Regions from separate parts of the Mus musculus genome. Here all the other regions are linked to region 4. The links are chromatin contacts, called in public Hi-C and promoter capture Hi-C maps. All regions are on one chromosome and are shown on one strand. Each heading gives the region's core, a stretch centred on a gene start, on an enhancer-like site or on the middle of the called end of the contact. The rest is flanking DNA. Distances are from core to core; before and after follow the strand shown. Region 1 holds the start of Tnk2 (tyrosine kinase, non-receptor, 2). Region 2 holds the start of Fbxo45 (F-box protein 45). Region 3 holds the start of Tfrc (transferrin receptor). Region 4 holds the start of Tctex1d2 (Tctex1 domain containing 2). Region 5 has its middle 21 kb from the start of Bex6.

Region 1 (2,769 bases), core at 158-2,657, 220 kb before region 4:
TATTCCTGGTGAAGGCTCTGAGACAGTAACTCTGGATCCATCCCACAGGTGGGCTGGAAGTGCAAGAACTTTTGACACGGCTAGGGAAATAAAGACAGAGGCTGTAAGCTGTCAACCAAGACCACCTGAACCAGGAAAGAGGTGGGTTCATATGCCAACAAGAAATCAAATCTACCCATTGGCCTGCAGGCTCCACCTCTAGGCGGCGCCAAGAAGGAGCCACGGTCGCGGGGAGGTGAGGAGGTCTTAATAGGATACCACAGGCTTCTCTATTTGCCAGCTTCTAGAGTGAGGTCAAGGCATGGGTAGCAGCCGCTGGTACAACCTCCCTTCCCATTCCATTCAGAAATGAAGACCTCACCAGTTGCTCTCTGCAGTTCTACCCATCCTTGGCTTTGGGCCCACAGCATAATCAACCGTGACAAAACCGTGTGGCAAGGCGCAGGCCAGGCTCGTGCCCAAGTCACTACTGGCTGCCACACTCACGTGATCAACAGGACTACAAGATAAGGCACAGCGGCTAATGCAACACTATCCATTTTCCCTTTCGGGAGGACTTGAGGCCGGTGATGCAGGTTGCACAACAGCTTGCACAGAGACACACCTACCTCCACCAGCAGATAGGTGAAGGGGATGACTTAGTCCCTGGGGCTATCCTGCCTTCTCTTCCCTCTGCCTATACCAGGCAGCCACTCAAATGGTTCCACATCCAGTCTAGACTTGAAAGCGGTGACTACTCCACTACAGCAGCTGCTACTTACAATTATATGTGGTGGGTGCTTGCGTGTGTGTGTGCGCGTGCGTGCGTACGTGTGTGTATGTGTGTGTTCGTGAGGGGTGATGCCCAGGTTGGTCAACTAGAGAGGACAAGGGATGTTTGGAACCCATTCTCCGATGCTTCTAATCATATCAACTCCGATAACAATATTGGCCATCCGTACCTGAGTTTCCAGCTGTCCCCAGGCAGACACTGCTTCGAGGATGCTCAGACTTGAGGTAGCAGAAAGGATCTTGCAGGCCAGTGCCTACCCTCCAGCAATATCTTCCAAAGGTCAGGTTCACAGCGCTCTTCTGCTCCCCAATCCCCTACATCTTCCTGCATTACTCTTGGCACTAGAGCAACCCTGATGCCAGCAAGGAAGGCAGCTTGCCGATTACCACCTCCTTCGCCGTCTGCGCCTGCGGGTCCTGTGTCCCTCTTGGAATCCCTCTCCCCCTGAGGACCCTTTACCGTTCAGATACGTCTCCTGAACAGCCCACACTACCTGGCCCTCTTGCACCCCGGGCAGCCAATTTGCTTCCTGCACCCCCAGGCGCCCCTCTCCTTCAGGCCCTCGGGGCCCTACAGGCCTGGCTCTCCCCAGCAGCTCGAGTCTGTCCCCACTCGCTAGGGATGCTCCAAGGACCACCGCCTCCCCGCCCAGATGCCTGCAGCTCTCCCAGCTGCGCTCGTCCGAACTTTCGAGCTCCTCCGTGCGCGGGCAGGGGCCGTGAGCCAACTCGGGCAGCTCCTCTGGCTGCCGCAGAAGCCTGCGTGGGCTGCCCTCCCCGCGCTCCTGCACCCCGGCACGGGCCTCGCCGCGCTCCTGCACTGCGGGGCCGCCTCCCCCCTTCTCCTGCTGCTGCCTGCGGGGCCCCAGGCCCTCCTCCTGCGCCACCGGCCCGCCGGCCGAACCCGTCCAGCGCGCCCGGCGCCTCCAGTCCGCGGCGTCGGGCGGCCCCCACACCACCCCCAGACTAGGCTCGTGACCGCGGCCGCCCCGCTCCTGCACCCCCAGCCCCACGCCGCCCTCCTCCTGCACGGCCGGACCCACCCCGCCCTGCTCCTCCACGCCGAGCTTCAGCCCGCGAAGAAGCTGCGGGCCCCAGCTGAGCCGCCCGACGCGCGCCGGCTGCTGCTCCGGCAGCGCGGGGCTCAGCCCGCCGCGCTCCTCCTGCGCCCCCCGCCGCCGACCCCCCGCGCCCGCCGCGCCGCGCACGCGCCTGCCCCCCAGAGGCCGCGCGCTCCCGCCCCTCCAGATGGTGCTGCCCTGCGCGCCCCCGCCCCGCGGCTTCCGCCTCGGCCCCAAGCGGGCCCGGCGTCCCGCCCTCGCCGCCCACACTCGACCTCGGCCACCCCGGCGCCGCGCCGCAGGTGCTGCGGCCCCGCGAGCCGGCGGCCCTCCAGCCGGGTTCTCAGAGCCCGCGCGCGCCTGCGCCGCCCTAGGGGGTGGGGCCCGCTGGGGTCGCTCCGCCTTCTTAAAGGGCCCTGGTCCATACACACACACACACACACACACACACACACTCAAAAAAAAAAAAAATGAAGTTCAAAATTAGGAGGTTTCATCGATTAATAAATTCAAGTGAGAACAAGTCCTGGAATAAGAGTCTGAATTTAGCCAGTACTTGGGAGGTAGAGCAGACAGATTTCTGAGTTCGAGGCCAGCCTGGTCTTCAAAGTGAGTTCCAGGACAGCCAGGGATACCCAGAGAAACCCTGTCTCACAGCCAGGGATACACAGAGAAACCCTGTCTCGGAAAAAAAAAAAAAAAAAAAAAAAAAAAAGTTACAGGAGCTCACCCCAGGCAGTCAAGGTCAAATGTAACATAGCTTAGCTAGAGAAAGGAAAGGAAGGAAGGAAGGAAGGAAGGAAGGAAGGAAGAAAGAAAGAAAGAAAGAAAGAAAGAAAGAAAGAAAGAAAGAAAGGAAGGAAGGAAGGGAATAAGAAAGAAGGAAGAGAGAGAGAAGAAGAAGAAGAAGAAGAAGAAGAAGAAGAAGAAGAAGAAG
Region 2 (2,700 bases), core at 98-2,597, 170 kb after region 4:
TCATTTGTTTTTACTAAAAACCAGGAAGTTAATTACACATAGGTGGATCTCAGGCAAGGTTTACTACATAAAAATTGCATGACACTGGACTTGATGCCTGAGTCTGTGAGCCCTATTATTATAATAATCACTTCATAGAGCTGCGTTGAGAATTATATATAAAAAAAAGTCAGATTAAAAGATCTCATCTATGCCTGGCTCACACTGTAGTTCTTTTACTTTATTTTATGTGTATAGCATGTATGTGTGTACAGCTCAGTCATTCCCGAAGCCAGAAGAGGGTTTGGCTCCCCTTGAACTTAAGCTACAACTCAGGTTAAGCCTTGAGCACCCATATGGGTGCTAGGAACGAACCTAGGTCCTCTACAAGAGCAGAAAGTGCTCTTAACTGCTCAGCCATCACTCCAGTCTCTATTATTCTTTTTCTAAATGCTCTTTAAAATAGCATAACTAAATAATGCTAGGTTCTTTTCCTCCCAGGAAATCATCTTTATGTTTCCACCTTACCTCATTCTAGGGATTAACAAATTACCAAACAAAACAAAACAAAAAAACCCAACAACAACACGTTTTTCTTAATCTTTTTACTACTACTTTTTACTGAACACACTATATTTTGTCCAAAAAGATTGTGACACTTAGTATTCAAATGACACTTTGAGATTACCTACACTTGTTTATTTAATCTCAAATATAATAAAACCTGCGTATTTACGAGGGTTGCTCAGGTTTAGCCACCTTACTTTGAGAATGGGTTCTGGTGAGTCCCCTACGGCGCTAGCCAGGAAAAGAAGATGTCAATTTCTCAAGGTAAAAAAAAATAAAATATAATAAAATGGATCTAACCTGACCACGACAAGAGGTCCTCAACTGCGCAAAGGGAAAGGAAATTGATCCAAGCGACCTGAAGGTGAAGGATCTAAGAATTGGCTAGCAAAAAAGGGAAGTGTCGTGAACAAAGTTAGAGAGGGAGCAGAAACCAAGTGAGACGGGAAACTCCGTAGGAAGAGAGGCCAAGGAGAGCCGAGTCAAGGCCATTAGAGGAAAAACAGAAAAAAAGCACTTGCGAACAGATCCGAACCCCGCTGGCCAACAGCCTCATACCTGGGCTTCCCGTTCCCGGTGGCGCCGAGCGATGACCTCACACGCAGCATCCAATCCCATCAAGCTTTAGGGAGCGAGGCGCCTCTGCCGAACAGTCACTTCCGGGCAGAGAGGCGCGGCGGGCGAGCTGGGCGTGCGCCCTTGCTTCTTGCCCTCAACTCGCATGGCGGATCCCGGGGCGCGTCGCGGGCAGGCCGGGCGAGGCGGGCGGTTCCGGCGCCCGCGCTGAGCGGCTCCGAGGGGCGGGAACCCGAGCGGCTCGCGCCATCTGCCCTCAGTGAGGCGGGGCGCGCAGCGGACGCCCCGGGGCAGGGGCGGGAGCGGTGGAGGCGCGAGCGGCTGGCGCTGAAAGGGGCGGTGAGCGAGCCGCTCGCGGCTGTAGGCGAGGCTTGGCCTCCCGCGCCGAGACGGGGCGAAGCGGCGGCGGCGGCGGCCCTCGGGCCGGCTGGTGAGGCGATGGCGGCGCCGGGCCCGGGGGCTGGGGCAGCCTCGGGCGGCGCTAGTGGTGGCGGCGCCGGTGCCGGCGGCGGCGCCAGCGCGGGCTCGGGGTCCTCCGGGGTCGGCGGCCGGTTGCCCAGCCGGGTGCTGGAGTTGGTGTTCTCCTACCTGGAGCTGTCCGAGCTGCGGAGCTGCGCCCTGGTTTGCAAGCACTGGTACCGCTGCCTCCACGGCGACGAGAACAGCGAGGTGTGGCGGAGCCTGTGCGCCCGCAGCCTAGCAGAAGAGGCTCTGCGCACGGACATCCTCTGCAACCTGCCCAGCTACAAGGCCAAGGTGAGGGAATCCCGGGGCCACGTCGAAGCTCGGCTCCTCTCCCGCCCGCCGCTCTCGGGGTTTATCTTCAAAGCTTGAGTCAGAGGTTTCACCTCAGCATCCCGCCTTCCCACGGCTTCAGCCAGTCAGGACCACTCTCACCCCTCCTCTCCATAACGATCTTTTCTTTGGATTGAAGTTCTGCTTCGTAATCCACCTCACTTTTTAAAATACTAGGTGGTTTCCCATCATTCATTTTCAGCAGTCTTTCTACTTTCGACAGTCTTTGCTCTTAAAGACAGATCACCAGCCGATACTCATGAGCATGTATTTTTTCTGGCCTCCAAGTAGACTTAAGGCATTAGTTCGTCGATGTCGCTTTAAAATAGGTCTAGTTGCTGGGATCTTTTGCGTTCACTACCCCTTTTCCTAGCTCTGATTAACAAGAACATTATTTTCACCCACGTTCTCTTAGGGCCACAATATTTCACGATTCCAAGTGATGATAAGACTAGGCATCCTGCTAATTAACTTGTAAGAAAGAGACTTTACTATTACTTCCTCTCATTGGCACCATATAACTCATCACACTGCCTTGTCCTGCTGTGATTGATAACTTTTTCATAGTTCTACTCAGGTGATGGCTCTTCTGGCATCTAATATGTTGATTCCTGTTTTGCTGGTTTTGTTGTTGTTGTTGTTCTCGCTTCTTGTGCTTTCATAACAAAATTAAAATGCTAACAAACAGGTCATGGCAAGACCAAGTATTCTCCAGCCCAAACAAACAAACAAAAGGCCTTGGGTTAAGCTCACATAGATAGATGGTAGCTCTTCAGGAGAGCA
Region 3 (2,700 bases), core at 129-2,628, 190 kb before region 4:
TTAGGCAGACAGATCTAACCAGTCAACACAGGCCAGGTTCACAGCCACCATTCCTTGACAACATCCTCTCTCAAAGTAAAAAGTATTATGCTCTCTATATAAAAAACAGCTGATATTGGATTCCTGTATAAAGCAGTTTATTATAATCCTTAACAGAAAATAAATGCAAGTGGACCCACACAAGCTAAATCCCGTTTTCTTTGTAGATAACATCCTGAATCAGCTTAAATGTCTTTGTCAAAGAGGTCATATTTCACAGCTCAGAGCCAACTCATCTAATCTTAGAATAAAAGTATCAGGTAGCCGAGAATTTCTGTAACACAACTATTTCCCACTTAAATCCTATTTAAAAAAAAATAGCACAGAATAGCCGAGAATTTCTGTAACACAACTATTTCCCACTTAAATCCTATTTTAAAAAAATAGCACAGAAACTGAACAGCAATCCAGTCCAGTCTTCTGCCTAAGTATAAGGAGATCATTTCATTTTACGCTCGGGACAAAGTGTGCTAACTGAAAAATTTGCAAATGCAGTTTTCTTACCCTCAAACACCATTTTAGAGAGCTGTCCAACACCAGGGTGCACGCTGGTTCTCTACAGCTAGTTCTAAAAGAGCTCGTACAAAGAGGTCGTATTTCTACGTTCTCCCATCTTAGGAGATGCTAGAGACGTTCTTAGTATTACCTGCAGCGTTCAGACCTATTCTGCCCTAGAAAAATGAGATTCCACACGCTGGGCCAAGAGGGAGAGACTGGCAAAAAAACCGACCAGGTGGTGCCGAAGTTCCAACGTGCAGTTATTGGAAGCTCCCCCCGCCCCTCTAAATGTCCGTGACACTAGTAACCGAATAGAAAACAGCTTTGTCCTTTTCAGCTGTGACGCCCTCCTGCGAGGGGCCCCAAGGTCACCCACGTACCCCGACAGCCGTTCCCTGGGGCGACTTCCTCCAGCCGCCACCACGTGCTCCCGGCGGAACAAGCCTGCGCCTCAGCGTGGTGACTCTCGAACCCGCGGCCTAGCACTGGCCTGCGAAGGCCCGGAGGACCCGAGGGGCGCAGGGTACAGCGGCTCCCCACACCCACCGCGCTGCACCTGCAACCCGCGCTCCTCAGCCCCGGACTCCGCGACACCCCTCCGCCTCCCCGCCCGCACCACCCAGGCCCTGGCGTCTCGCTCTGGTCCGCCCGCCACGCGAGGACCACGATGGGCCGTGCCGCTGACAAGGGAGTCACTCACTAGGAAGCGCCTCTACAGTCCGCAATGCAGCAGCCCGCGCTCCGCACGCCTTCTGAAGGCAGCGCTGCCTCCCACCCAAAGCTTATAGCTCGGCCCCACCCCCCGGCCGGCCCTCTGGATCTACGTCACTTCCTTCCGCACGTACACCTACCGAGGTGCTCCCCCAAGACCGCTGGAGGCGAACTGCGCGCGCAGCCAGTGCGTGCGCGGAGTAGCCTAGAAAAGGCGCCAAGGCGGCAGGTGTCGGGAGAGCGCGTGCGATTGGCTGCGGCTCGCTTTCTCCACCGCACCCCTCCCCCGCCGTGTCTTTGGAGTTGGCCTGTCGCCCTCCGCCTAACCTTGACCGACACCCAACCCTGCGGTGCAAGTTCGAAAGTATCAGCCTTTACTCTTTAAAATATTCCTACTTGCAGGCTTAGGTCTCCGCCAAAACCATATCCTAAAGACGAGTTTTTGCAGCTCAGAGATGCTTTAAAGGAAAAACTTTAAAGCAAAACTGCAAATCTTTTTTTTTTTTTTTTTTAGATTTTAACAAGCAGCGCTTAAGCCAAGCAAAGAGCTACCAGTGCTCACTATGTTCAGCCTATGGAAGGGAAATAGGAACCAATGATTTACTAGGGTGATAAAGTTGTAGATTAACTTGCATGTTTATCGCCATTATTGCTTTTAGAGGGTTGTTGCAATGCATAGCAAATAAAAGGAGTTCTGTTAAAACTGCAAACGTTCACACTCTTTTCTTCCTATCTGTACTTTACTGCCCAGCCTGTGGTAAATTTACAAATAACAAAGAGAGTGGTATCTTAAACCACAACAGGACTACAGATAGCGCGCTCCCAGATGGAGCCCTTAGGGACCCTGGGAATGTCTTTTAAAGTACTAATCTACTTCCCAGCCACGAATTTGACCTTTGGCTTATCTGCTCTAAAATTCAACGCGTATTTGGGATTTACTAACTGCTGGTCCCTTTAGACCCTTCTTTGTCCAAATTGTACTACTCCAGAAAATATATATAAAGCCAGAGCACACAGCCATTGAGAGATCTCTGAAATTCAGACCATAAGCAGGTCTTGGTGGCACAGGCCTTAATTCCAGTGAAAGGCAGAGCAGGCATATCTCTTGAGTTCAGGCCAGCCTGGTCTACATAGAGAGTTCCAGAACAACCAGGGCTACAAAAAGAAACCCTGTCTAAAAACAATAAAACAAAAAACAAAAAAGGAAGAGGAAGAGGAAGAAGAGGGGGTAAGGAAGAGGAGGAGGGAGAGGGGGATGGGAGAGAAGAGGAAGAGGAAGGGGAAGAGGAAGAGGAAGAAGAAAAAAAAAAGAAGAAATAATGATTCCGGCTATAGACTGAGTCCCTGTAAGAGAAGCACAGAAGCACACAGCAGTGTTTGGTACCCCCATAGCTCAGAATTTGGAGCAGAAAGATGGGTGACTTCCAGGCCAGCTTAGGCTGTACAGCAAGA
Region 4 (2,700 bases), core at 111-2,610:
ACCTTGTTTGTTGTTGGGTTGTTTTTTTTTTAAGGATTTACTTATTTTATGTCTATGGGTATTTTGTTTGCATGTGTGACTAAGTACCACATGCAACCTCTGCCCACAGAGGCCAGAAGACAGCATCTGATCTTCATGTGGGTGCTGGGAACTCAACCGCAGGCCTCTGGAGGAGTAGTCAGTGCTGTTAACCACTGAGAAATATCTCCAGCCCTCCACCATGATTTTGAGACAGGGTATCTCACTGGGATTTGCAGATGAAGCCAGGATGGCTAGCCAGGGAGTCCTAGAGTCTTGTTTCTCTATTACTGGGACCAAATTCCCATCACCGGGATTACAGTGTACGACGACTTTTTACAGGGGTGCAGGAATTGAACTCAGGTCTTCATGCTTTCAGAGCAAGCAGTGACAGACTGAGCTATCTCTACAGCCCTTCACCAACCAGTTGCATACCCTGGGGACAAAAAAATCCTCTCTTGGGCGCAGTGAGATGGCTAGCTGGTAAAGGGCCTTGTACCCAAACCTGATACCTGGGTTCAATCTCCAGGATCCACATAGTTCAAGAACAGAACAGAACCAATTCCCCAAAGTTATCCCTTGATCCTAAGTAGCATGCATACACCCAAACACTCAGCCACACCCACAAGCACACGAACCTTTTTTTTTCTTTTGTAAGATGAAGTTAGTGATGTATATGTCCTATAGTCTGAACTGACCGCCCTCTTCTAGCAACCTAAGGTGGCGATCGACGCTATATGAAAAGGGCTTTGTAAAGACACAAGTCGGGTGCCAGAAGTAAGCATATCCTTCCTGGCACAGGTATGCACACAGTAACCATAGGAGTACAGCTTGTAAGCCGCTTGTTTCCAGCTTCTATTTTTCCTGTCCCGCGTGCGCACCCCCTAAAGCCTCCAAGAAGTCAACCACTTCCACAGCGCCAGTTTAGGCTCCCGGTAAGACCTGCTAGTCAGACTGCAGAATTCCGTGATGGAGAAATCACTACGTCGGAATGCATAAACCCGCCCAATCCCTTCCCCAGCCCGGCCCCTCTCCGTGTCTCCTTAGGGAAGCTCACGCATCCAAAAGCCCCGGCCCCATCCCCACATCGCCCTCCGTGCCCTGTCTGCTACGCGCCTTTGCTGGAAAATGGGCCTCAGAATGTAGGTGTTCTCAGGCTCCCCTGAGTTCTTGTCGACCTCACTCAAGCCCTCGGAGTGAGCCGATAAGGACAGGCCGCGGAAGGACACAGCCATATCCCTGCGTCTGGTCCAACAGATCTCTAGAAGGAAGTGTGGTCGGTTGCGGCTCCGAAGATCCCGGCACAGGTCGCTAGGGCAACGGGTCTCACACGTGACGTGTGGTGACCACCGCTGCGCCTGCGCACTGGCTGGAGGCCGTGAGCCCGCTGGGAAATGAGTACCAAACCGAGACCAGGACTTTTTAAGAGAAGTTAGGCAACCGACCACTTGCCACTGAGAGGCAGACCAAACCAGACCTAACTTCCTTTTTTTTTTCTTCCTATTTTTTTGAGACAGGATGCAAATAGCTCAGACTGGCCTCTAATTCCTGCCTCCATCTCCCCAGGTTTGGGATAACAGAGTTATCGGTGCCAAGTTCTATGGGTGCTGGAACTAGAACGCTACTGGGTCACAACTGCACACCGTCCCTTCTGGGTTTGGACAACTTGTGAGTTAAAAGTAGGAAACAAGTAGAATTTATATGTAATTTTGCTTTGTTTCCAGACAGGGTTTCTCTAAATCCTCTTGACTGTCTTGGAACTGACTCTGTAGACCATACTGGTTTCAAACGCCCAGAGAGCCACTTGCCTCTGGCTTCTAAATGCTGAGATTACAGGTGTTGGCCACCAAACAGACCCAGCACACATTTTTGTTTGCTTGTTTTTATTTTACATTTTTGTTATACAATATATTCTTAACATGCTTTCCATCTCTACCCCCTTGTGAGGTTCAAAGGAAACTCTAAACTACAAAAGATAGCCCAAATATCCAGATATAAGCTCAAAGTGGAGTAGAGTATTTCTAGCTGTGAGATAAAAGCCCGCATTGCTCAGGAAATTGTGAGACCAATTCCCTTACCTCTGGTAGAAGGGACATAAGCCTACTCAGGCTTATGTGAAGGTATCAAAACACATGCTGGCTTTCCTGAAAGATAGCCTTGACCACATCCAGTCTCCTGTCTATGTTCTAAGTCTACTTCTTTCCCTCTGTACTCTCGACTATTTCAGATGTCTCTGGCTCTTCTCTTTTTGTTTTTTGTTTTTTTAAAGATTTATTTATTTATTATATGAAAGTACACCGTAGCTGTCCAGAAGAGGGAGTCAGATCTTGTTACAGATGGTTGTGAGCCACCATGTGGTTGCTGGGATTTGAACTCCGGACCTTCGGGAGAGCAGTAGGGTGCTCTTACCCACTGAGCCATCTCACCAGCCTGTTTTTTGTTTTTTTGAGACAGGGTTTCTCTGTGTAGCCCTGGCTGTCCTGGAACTCACTCTATAGACCAGGCTGGCCTCGAACTCAGAAATCTGCCTGCCTCTGCCTCCCAAGTGTTGGGATTAAAAGCGTATGCCATCACCGCCCAGCCTGGGGGTTGGGGGGCGGGGAGGGGGCGGCAAGCCGGGCATGGTAGCACATGCTTTTAACTCCAGCACCATGTAGGCAGGGGCAGGCAGATTTTGAAGTC
Region 5 (2,772 bases), core at 187-2,686, 220 kb after region 4:
TTGATATTTTCTCCATTTTTCCCTGACTGTCAGGGTTATGGATCAATCCATCCATATAATTACCATCCAGTCTCCATGGAACTTAGAGACACAGCATGAACGAGCACGTTTCACCTAGATCCATCATATTTACCTCCAACCACCTGGAAGGCAAGGGCTTCTGTTTCTCATGTCTCCATGCTTCTCATTCACTTGCTGGATCTTTGGTTGACAGGGTAGGAGGGCAAGGACTCTACCTGCAGTCAGGCATGTAGCATTGTACACACATGGATGCCACAGGGAAGTTGCCTGGGAACAGGACATGCGTAGTTGGGTATCAAAACAGAGGTAATGAAGAATTCTGCAAAGATCCCCGGAAAATGTGATTCTAGGACCTTCTGGTTTTTTTCACCAAAACCTACAGGCACAGCACCCTAAATAACCTTTCCACACCAATGTCACAGCAGAGGCTTTGTGGAGAATACGATCTCTCAAGAGAGTGCCTAAGTCACCAGTCTCTTGCATGATTTTACCTGCTGGATTTCAGGGAAGTCACTGGCCCTTTCTGAACCTCAGCCTCTGGTCTGTGAATGAATTGTAACAACACAGTCCCAACCCCTCACATGACTGAGGTACTAGACTAAGGCGCTAATGGAAGATGGTTTCATGTGTAACCATTTCTAGCTAGGCTGTTGTGGTACACGTCCCTATTTCCAGCACACTGGAGGTAGAGGCAGGCAGATTTCTGAGTTCTAGGCCAGCCTGGTCTACAGAATGAATTCCAGGACAGCCAGGGCTACACAGAGAGAATACGCCTCAGGGAGGAGAGAGGGAGGGAGACCTACTTTTAAAACTGGCTCTAGACTGAACCAAAGAGGGACGAGGGACACAGGTTTTAGACCGTTTCTGTAGGGCTCTGTAAAGCTGCCTCTGAACCACCCTGGGAGAATGCGACGGATCTGGGATATAGTCTGTTTACTTGCAATTTCCAGGGAGATTCCATATCGTCTTCTGGTAACGCAGATCGAAGCATGTTTTATAGTGCACATTTCCTTATCATTTGTTGTTTAGCTTTCTGGTGCAGTTGGAGCCTGGGAGTATTTTGAGGGTAAGAAAAGAAGCTATTCATCTTTATATCCTGTCCAGGACAACGGGGCCCTAGGGCCCCCGGCTTGTTGACCTGACTGTATTGTTCTTTCTTCTCTGGAACTCGGAAATAGGCTGGCCGGGGTTCTTTGTCCGCTTTACACGGTATATTTGCAGAGTTCAAAACAACCCTTGCTTTAATTAGGCTTGTGTTTTCTCTCCTGTTAAATTTAATTTCCCCGCTGTTATTGTATGGCCCGGGATGGGGCCGGAAGCGTTGACATCGAGGAAGGGAGCACCTGTTTCTGCTTCAGGGCCATTACTGTTCCCTGCAGAGCCTGGTGAGGCCCCCTCCCCCTCCCTCTGCTTCCTTATCAAGTGAAATCGGACACTGATGGAAATTGACAGAGGCAGGCAGAGAAGCTAGAGCCAGCCCTCCAGGGAAACCGGAAAGCAGAAGAGAACTCTGCGGGGACCCCCCTCCCCATCTGCCTCTCTTTTGGCATCTCCATTTCCTCACCACCTCTGGCTTCACTGTTTTCATCTGGGGGATGGCATCTGGGGTTACAAAGGGCTTTAGGGGTCGTGAAACCCTCCTCCTTGCTCCAGTGCACTCCGGACGATCCTTCTCCTCGGTGCAGTTGACATTTCCAGAGATGGGATTTTGCCGCTCCCCCTGAAGATCATTTGGCCTTGTGTTACCCTGTAGTCTGCCTGCAGTGGTCCCGTGGGACAGCTCTGGAGTCTCCTGTTTCTAGTTCACCCCCTGAGGAAGCCCCTTGAAAGCAAGAGTTTCTCCGAAACTTACAAACCGGAAGGGGAGTCAGGAAGGGGGGCTGTGCAGGAAGGAAATGAGAACAAAGATCTGAGGGCCCTTGTTATTAGACGCGTTCTCACGACCGGCCAGGAAGAACACCACAGACCAGAATCTTCTGCGGCAAAGCTTTATTCTTACATCTTCAGGAGCCAGGGTGCAGGAAGCAAGAGAGCAAGAAGCAAGAGAGAGAGAAAACGAAACCCCGTCCCTCTTAAGGAGCATTCTCCTTCGCCTCGGACGTGTCACTCCCTGATTGGCTGCAGCCCATCGGCCGAGTTGACGTCACGGGGAAGGCAGAGCACAAGTAGTCATAAGATACCCTTGGCACATGCGCAGATTATTTGTTTACCACTTAGAACACAGCTGTCAGCGCCATCTTGTAACGGCGAATGTGGGCGCGGCTCCCAACATCTCCCCCTATCCTTTTAATAAGAGCAAATAGGCCACCCATATTAATGAGAGTGGAGATAGAGGTCAAATCCCCAGTGTGTAGGTAAAGGAGCCATGTACAGGATTAGCTCTTAGGCTTACAGGCTTTTACCCAGAGCAACCCTGACCTGTTCCCGTGTCGTTTTGCCTGGGGGAAGGGAACTAGGACACTGAACCTTCATGAAAGATGACATGTCTCCCTAGAATAGGCTCATATATGCCGCAGAGCCTTTCCATTGCAGTGCTTAGCCTTGCAACTCTCTCGGGCTGCTGAAGCACACTCACTCTATCCCGTGCAATGAGACTAGCCTCGTGGGATATAAGAGCTGAGTGGCCAGCGACCTATTGCCTAAGCATAGATATATCAGGGGAAGCTCCATGTTCTAGTCCTGCAAGCGCCTGGGCAATAACCACCTTGTCTCTCCTAGTTTGGGCCTTAAGCTTACAGACCAATCAAAGAA

What was found. Promoter capture Hi-C pulls out the DNA fragments that hold promoters and counts their contacts. A called contact is a pair of places that touch in the nucleus more often than the background predicts. Capture Hi-C pulls out chosen DNA fragments and counts their contacts.
Region 1: a promoter capture Hi-C map of erythroid cells shows a contact between it and region 4, with 20 times the contacts expected there. The contact joins the promoter of Tnk2 here to the promoter of Tctex1d2 in region 4. A contact is called at or near these places in 10 of 39 promoter capture datasets (the 3T3-L1 cell line, cranial neural crest, embryonic stem cells and 7 more), 1 of 15 datasets of contacts at CTCF or cohesin (the NIH/3T3 cell line), 1 of 484 Hi-C or Micro-C datasets (embryonic stem cells), 1 of 115 datasets of contacts at active chromatin or transcription factors (embryonic stem cells) and 2 of 9 other capture datasets (adipose tissue and liver).
Region 2: a promoter capture Hi-C map of adipose tissue shows a contact between it and region 4. The contact joins the promoter of Fbxo45 here to the promoter of Tctex1d2 in region 4. A contact is called at or near these places in 14 of 39 promoter capture datasets (the 3T3-L1 cell line, the C10 cell line, the HPC-7 cell line and 10 more), 2 of 15 datasets of contacts at CTCF or cohesin (CD8 T cells and the NIH/3T3 cell line), 7 of 484 Hi-C or Micro-C datasets (the HL-1 cell line, Sertoli cells, embryonic fibroblasts and 3 more), 14 of 115 datasets of contacts at active chromatin or transcription factors (the 230-238 cell line, bone marrow-derived macrophages, embryonic hindbrain and 5 more) and 4 of 9 other capture datasets (adipose tissue, embryonic stem cells, liver and 1 more).
Region 3: a contact with region 4 is called in a promoter capture Hi-C map of adipose tissue. The contact joins the promoter of Tfrc here to the promoter of Tctex1d2 in region 4. A contact is called at or near these places in 9 of 39 promoter capture datasets (the 3T3-L1 cell line, 3T3-L1-derived adipocytes, cranial neural crest and 6 more), 1 of 15 datasets of contacts at CTCF or cohesin (the NIH/3T3 cell line), 7 of 484 Hi-C or Micro-C datasets (CD8 T cells, bone marrow, effector CD8 T cells and 3 more), 6 of 115 datasets of contacts at active chromatin or transcription factors (embryonic limb bud, embryonic stem cells, forebrain and 2 more) and 3 of 9 other capture datasets (adipose tissue, liver and pancreatic islet).
Region 5: a contact with region 4 is called in a Hi-C map of CD4 T cells, with 3 times the contacts expected there. The contact joins the enhancer-like site here to the promoter of Tctex1d2 in region 4. A contact is called at or near these places in 2 of 39 promoter capture datasets (the C10 cell line and neutrophils), 1 of 484 Hi-C or Micro-C datasets (CD4 T cells) and 1 of 115 datasets of contacts at active chromatin or transcription factors (embryonic stem cells).

The regions. Positions count from the first base shown.
Region 1 is chr16:32,643,281-32,646,049 of GRCm38.p6, reverse strand. Tnk2 (tyrosine kinase, non-receptor, 2) reads right to left here and starts at 1,407. Exons shown (of 16, transcript NM_016788.3): 1 at 942-1,407.
Region 2 is chr16:32,245,672-32,248,371 of GRCm38.p6, reverse strand. Fbxo45 (F-box protein 45) reads left to right here and starts at 1,347. Exons shown (of 3, transcript NM_173439.2): 1 at 1,347-1,878. The coding sequence starts at 1,561. Wdr53 (WD repeat domain 53) reads right to left here and starts at 1,145. Exons shown (of 3, transcript NM_001185162.1): 1 at 1,105-1,145.
Region 3 is chr16:32,607,574-32,610,273 of GRCm38.p6, reverse strand. It overlaps Tfrc (transferrin receptor), which reads right to left and starts at 1,378. Exons shown (of 19, transcript NM_011638.4): 1 at 1,238-1,378.
Region 4 is chr16:32,418,362-32,421,061 of GRCm38.p6, reverse strand. It overlaps Tctex1d2 (Tctex1 domain containing 2), which reads right to left and starts at 1,360. Exons shown (of 5, transcript NM_025329.4): 1 at 1,135-1,360. The coding sequence starts at 1,253.
Region 5 is chr16:32,199,510-32,202,281 of GRCm38.p6, reverse strand. No RefSeq gene overlaps it. Among named protein-coding and RNA genes, the nearest start is that of Bex6, 21 kb to the right of the region's middle. Within about 2 kb of position 1,436, at least 110 of the 459 cell types and tissues checked have an H3K27ac peak or open chromatin away from gene starts, as enhancers often do. A contact at or near this core is called in neutrophils, where this site is marked.